Linked DNA regions of Macaca mulatta: region 1 is linked to region 2. The links are chromatin contacts, called in public Hi-C maps. All regions are on one chromosome and are shown on one strand. Each heading gives the region's core, a stretch centred on a gene start, on an enhancer-like site or on the middle of the called end of the contact. The rest is flanking DNA. Distances are from core to core; before and after follow the strand shown.

Region 1 (2,700 bases), core at 150-2,649, 530 kb before region 2:
TTTATGCCTTTCATTCCTGTTGAGTTAATTTTTTAATATGGTATAAGATTAAAGTCCATGTTCAGTATGTTACCTATTTGGAAAATGCAGAACAAAGGTCTTTATCTCTTATCTAGTACAACAAAATACAATACAAGTAGAGTTAAATGAAATTTTTAACATTAAAAAATTAAATGCAATATGGTACAGGTAAATGCAATTAATTAGTCTTACTATGGAGAAGGACTTCCTAATTATATATGCACATAAAAAAGAGATAGGATAGATTTGATAAAAAGTAAAAATTATGTGCATTCAAAACTCTTTTTAAAAAATCCCACAGATCTACCAGAAAGTGTTAATCTTTAAAAAGATCGCTCACAAGTTAGTAGGAAACCATTCCAAAGGAAAGGGGGAAAATTCACAAAAGATAACTTGAAATTGCCATATAAACCTATGGGAAAAAAAATGTAACATTTTGTATTCACAGAAATGTAAAATTAAAATAACAATAAAATTGTTATATTTTGCTTGACATATAGGAAACTGATTTTTATCATGTGAACACCCAACACCAGAGTGAATTCAGGGAAACCCTCTTGGATATGGCTGAGGACTAAATATTGTGTAGACTTAGTTTATACTCCCAGTAGAGAAGATCAGTGGCGGAACTGCATTTTAGGTGAGAAAACAAGATAGTTAAGAGTTTGCAAATACCAGCAAGGAGCAGGGCAGTAGCTAAGAACAATGTCAGGGCACACGCGGCTGGCTGGACGTGCCTCACAGTCAGGAGTCTCAAAGCAGAGAACTGCTAGCTCCTTTTCATAAAACAAATCTATTCTATAATTTATTTATCTCAAACATGTGTGAGTTAGTCGTAGACTCATGTCTCGGATTATAATGATATGAATACCTGTCCATATGAAAAATGTCAGTGGTACTTTAAAAAAGGGATCATTCTTTGATCATGGGATGAGATTACAGGTGTGGGTTTTTGTTGTTGCTGTTACCTCCGCCAGTACAGGCAATTCTCTTTGTAAAGTGCCTTGCACAGCATTGGATTTAATTAGATGCTAAAATACGCTTTTTAGTGATGAAGAGAAAATTAATTATTCTACTTACAAAAATACACGTCTTTTTGACTAGAATATATACGCAAAGGTTTCAGGAAACTTGTATATGGCAATTTCTGCATTGTGTACCAGCTGCTTTAGGACTAAAATGTAGTATCTCATGTCTTTTGAAGTCAATTTTAAGATCAGTGGAACAATTTTGTATCATCTCAAAATAAAAATCAAAAACTCTTCTGTTCAGAAACTAAAAATGACATTAAAACAACAGTAGAATTACAGCTATGCCAGTCCTCTAACCACTGATTTTCCTGTTTCCATGACGTAACTGTGATTCTGGCCCATTTGTTTTGTATTTAAGACTTGGCATTGGCATCTTCCTGCCTCCCTAAATAGGCATGCCTGTGAGTATAACAAATGTGACTCTTTAGGATTTATATAGCTCTAATTTGTCTACCCATGCTCATTTACATTGTCTTTACAGAAGCCTATCGGACCAGGCTCAGTTTCTGTGACAGGTATTTCAAGAAAAATTATGCAAACAAAATACATTGGCCCAAGAGCCTGTGTTTCTTCTCCATCCAAGGCTGATTTCTCACAGAGTTGGGAATTGTGTGAGATGGAAGGGACTTTCTGAGGACAGAGAGCCTTTTGGGAAACACGTATGTAAGGTCACCTCTTTTGTTGTTGTTGTTGCTTCCATAATGTTTTACTCAGTAGAGTTATCTGAATGCAGTACTTGCAAACTCAAATACCCAAAGGGGTCAGGCAGTGGACACAAGTGAGTGGTGTGTCTGGAGTCAGTCACAGTGAGAACTGGAGAGCGCTGGCCTCACTGGAAGGAGCAGTTGGTGATCAGCTCTCGTCCTCAGATGCTACCCCTGCTGGAATGCAGACCCCGTGTGGTCACACAGTCAGTGTTCTTATGAGAAATGTTCCTTTATTCAGACGTGAACAACTACAAAAGTAAACAACAGAAACAAAAATTGTGGGTCAGAGTATGTCATTAAGATGTAGCTGGTGACTTTCCAATGTGTGACCCTTGCTTAATGTCATGTCAGGGTCCCTTAGCCTGAAAAGAACACAGCAGTCTGCTTAACTGTTTTCGAGAAACAATAGTACTTGATTCCTAGAGTTTTGTTCTAGGCTTTGTAGCTGTGGGGAGTCTGTGTGTGCAGTTTAGTCTCCTCAGTAAAATGGGGTTATTAATACCTTCCTCCCAAATTTTTGTGAGACCTCATTTAATCCATAATGTACAGATCCGACCTGTTATTTCTCTCCTCTCTTGGTGAGTACCTTAGTCACTTAGCTTCTGCCTCACTAATTGACTATATGTTCTCATTCTCTTCACTCACTGTGGTCATTCTAATCCTCTACCTTTCCTCTTGCTGTACCCCTAGTCTAGAATGTTCACCCCACCTATTTTACCCATTCTAAATATCCAATGAGATAGAATTCACTTCCCTTTTTGCATAAAATCTCCTTGCCATATTCCATCCCATGCTGATTTCTATAAGCTTATTTCATTAATTTTCCTTTTGTAATTTCAGTTCCAGGGACAAAGTAGCATTTATTATAGCATTCATTCAATGAATAAAGCTTTTAAACTCAAAACTAGACCATCTACCAACCTGACTATCTCAGAGTAACT
Region 2 (2,700 bases), core at 149-2,648:
TGCCTTCAGGAGTCTGAGGACTGGAGAAATGGAGCTGGTACTGTTAAATAAAAGCTTAGATCTCAGAGTTTATAGGGAAAAGGCCTGTGAGTTGTTTGCGTGCCTGTTATGATAGCTCATGCATCCTGCTGTCTCTGCTTCTCCTCACCCCCGTCTGTGTGCCTGTGTGGTTTGCATGGTCTGGCATGGAGCACGCTGGGAGGGTTGGCGCTGGCTTGGGCAGGGCTGGCTACCTTGCAGCTGGCTATTAACCTGCAGCGAATTCGCCCTGCCAGGCAGTCAGGCAGGCAGGCAGGAGGCCCACCCTGGCAGAGGACTCAGTGTAAGACTGTTCTTTCTCAATTTTCCCCCCCAGACACACCATCCTGAGAAGCCACTTTTTCCTACCACAGGAAGCCCAAGAGAACACTATAGCTAGCAGTCTGACAGCCAAACTGAACCCTGGCCTTTTGTATCCTGCCAGGTTTGAAAAGCTGGACATCACCCCTAAAAGTGCCCAGAAGATCAAGCCGGTGCTTGAGCGGTGGATGGCTGAGGCTGAGGCCCGCCATCGAGCAGGTATGCAGAACCTGACCGAGTTTATCGGGAGTGAACCATCCAAAAAGCGCAAGCGGCGCACCTCCTTCACACCCCAGGCCCTTGAGATCCTCAATGCCCACTTTGAGAAGAACACACACCCCTCTGGGCAGGAAATGACCGAAATTGCTGAGAAGCTGAACTATGACCGAGAAGTAGTTAGAGTTTGGTTCTGCAATAAGAGGCAAGCCCTGAAGAACACAATTAAACGCTTAAAACAGCACGAGCCGGCCACGGCAGTCCCTTTGGAGCCCTTAACAGACTCTCTGGAAGAAAACTCCTAAAGAGATGCCCACCCATAATCAGAAGCAAAATTCACAGAAACTAAACTCCACGCTTGGGACTCCACGACAATAACAATGACTTTTAATTTAATTTAAAAATAGCCCCGGCCATCATCACCCTTGTAAGTAAAAGACTAAGAAAACTACCAAGTGGACAGAATGGTTTCTACATGTCTGTTGGTTTTCCAAATAGGAAACAAGAAATTTTTTTGAAAATTTTTAAACAAGGAATACACCACACTGAAGGTGTATATGGTAGGATAGTTCCCTTCCCCCACCCGTCTCCCCCAAACCCAGTTTTTTAATGGACTTAAAGCAAACCAAATAACCACGTACTTTTTTCTGTATATTATGAAAATGTGAACACATTTTAAGGAAAAAGAAAAAAAAAAAACCTAAACCAAAAACCAACAACGAAGAAACAAAAACTTTGATCTGTTCAAAGCGAATACAAGCCTGCCACCTGGAGGAAGGACTGCACCCCTTCAGGTACTAAGTGCTGATTCACTATGAAACCTATTAACCAAAGTCAGAAACATGGCATTGCAACGCGATCGTTCGTCTACGCTTCTCTGCGCGTAAAGTTGTGTTACGAATTTTTACATTTGTACTAACAGAACAATAGGAAACCTGATTTCTCCCATCTTTCCCATCTATTGTCTCCACCCACGGGGTGGGTACCATTGTTGAAGCCATTCTGTGAGGCTCACTTTTGGGTTTTACTTGGGTGGGGGGTGGGGAGGGTGGTCTTTTTTCTTTTTCTTTCTTTTTGACGGGAGGGCATCCTGCATCGTGTGCCAAAGCATTTGTTGCTTTTTTCTCACTATGACTTGTGGGTTTGAGAAAAGAAAATGGAGCTCGCATTTCTCTCTTTTCCTCCATTTCTCCATCTCCCTCGCGCGTGGCTCCCGGGGTCTGCTGGAAAGCCACGGAAGTGGGGAGGAACAGTGTCTTTTCCACTCAGATCCTAGTGAAATGCAGGAGAGACTCCAAAATAACTAGGGCTTTGCTCGATGAACTGTCAACACTGGCATAAGCTGTAATTGTGCTCACTGTCCACACCAGAGCTTGGGATTTTTCTCAGTCTGTTGGCCACGTACATGGAGAGCTGACCAAAACTAATTTTGTAATATAAACATAAGCTGCACATTTGGTTCAATACTTACATCTATGTTATGCTTCTGTGCAAAGCAATTTCTCTCAGAAGTCTGATAGCCAAAGAAATGTCTCAAGATTTCAGTCAAATACACACATGGCATGCACACACCCATGAACATACACACAAAGACACAGGCTAAAAAGAAAGTGATAGCAACTGGATCATTAAAGGCCATCGTGTATCCTGTTAATCTCATCTTTTCTGCTACTTCTTTCATTCCAATATTGATGGCAGACTTTTTCAGGGGGGAATAATTATTCTTCAGGATATATAAATGGAGCAGAAAGGTGGCGGGCAAATTTAAACAACTGGAATTGGGGGCTAGGTTCTTCAGGGGAAAGGAAGTTTGAAGAAATTTTCACCAAAAGAAAAAAATATAGAAGGGGCTTATCTAACACATTAGAATACCCTTCAATATGAGAACTAGAGGATTATTTCCTTTAAAAAAATAACTTAAAAGATCTGTGGGCTGCAATAACCTGATAAGCAAGAAGGACATGTTAGGATGTGAGGATGGCTGTGCAGGTGAGCACCTGGCACCTGCCACTGGTGTTTTCACCCAGGTACAGGCAGACGGTGTTCCATTAAAGGAGCAGGCAAAAGAGAGCCGTCAATTTGCTTGCTGTTGAAATGTAAATATTCATGCATAATTTATAATCATGCTAATGTATTATCTAGAAA

What was found. A called contact is a pair of places that touch in the nucleus more often than the background predicts.
Region 1: a contact with region 2 is called in a Hi-C map of fetal cortical plate, with 2.1 times the contacts expected there. The contact joins two enhancer-like sites. A contact is called at or near these places in 3 of 14 Hi-C or Micro-C datasets (fetal cortex germinal zone, fetal cortical plate and liver).

What each region holds. Positions count from the first base shown.
Region 1 is chr3:89,437,085-89,439,784 of T2T-MMU8v2.0, reverse strand. No RefSeq gene overlaps it. Among named protein-coding and RNA genes, the nearest start is that of VPS41, 29 kb to the left of the region's middle. Within about 2 kb of position 1,399, at least 6 of the 40 cell types and tissues checked have an H3K27ac peak or open chromatin away from gene starts, as enhancers often do. A contact at or near this core is called in fetal cortical plate, where this site is marked.
Region 2 is chr3:88,905,564-88,908,263 of T2T-MMU8v2.0, reverse strand. POU6F2 (POU class 6 homeobox 2) reads left to right here. Exons shown (of 3, transcript XM_028845856.2): 3 at 356-1,267. The coding sequence ends at 860. The region is part of intron 2 of LOC114676932 (a long non-coding RNA gene); the gene reads right to left. Among named protein-coding and RNA genes, the nearest start is that of POU6F2, 12 kb to the left of the region's middle. Within about 2 kb of position 1,398, at least 5 of the 40 cell types and tissues checked have an H3K27ac peak or open chromatin away from gene starts, as enhancers often do. A contact at or near this core is called in fetal cortical plate, where this site is marked.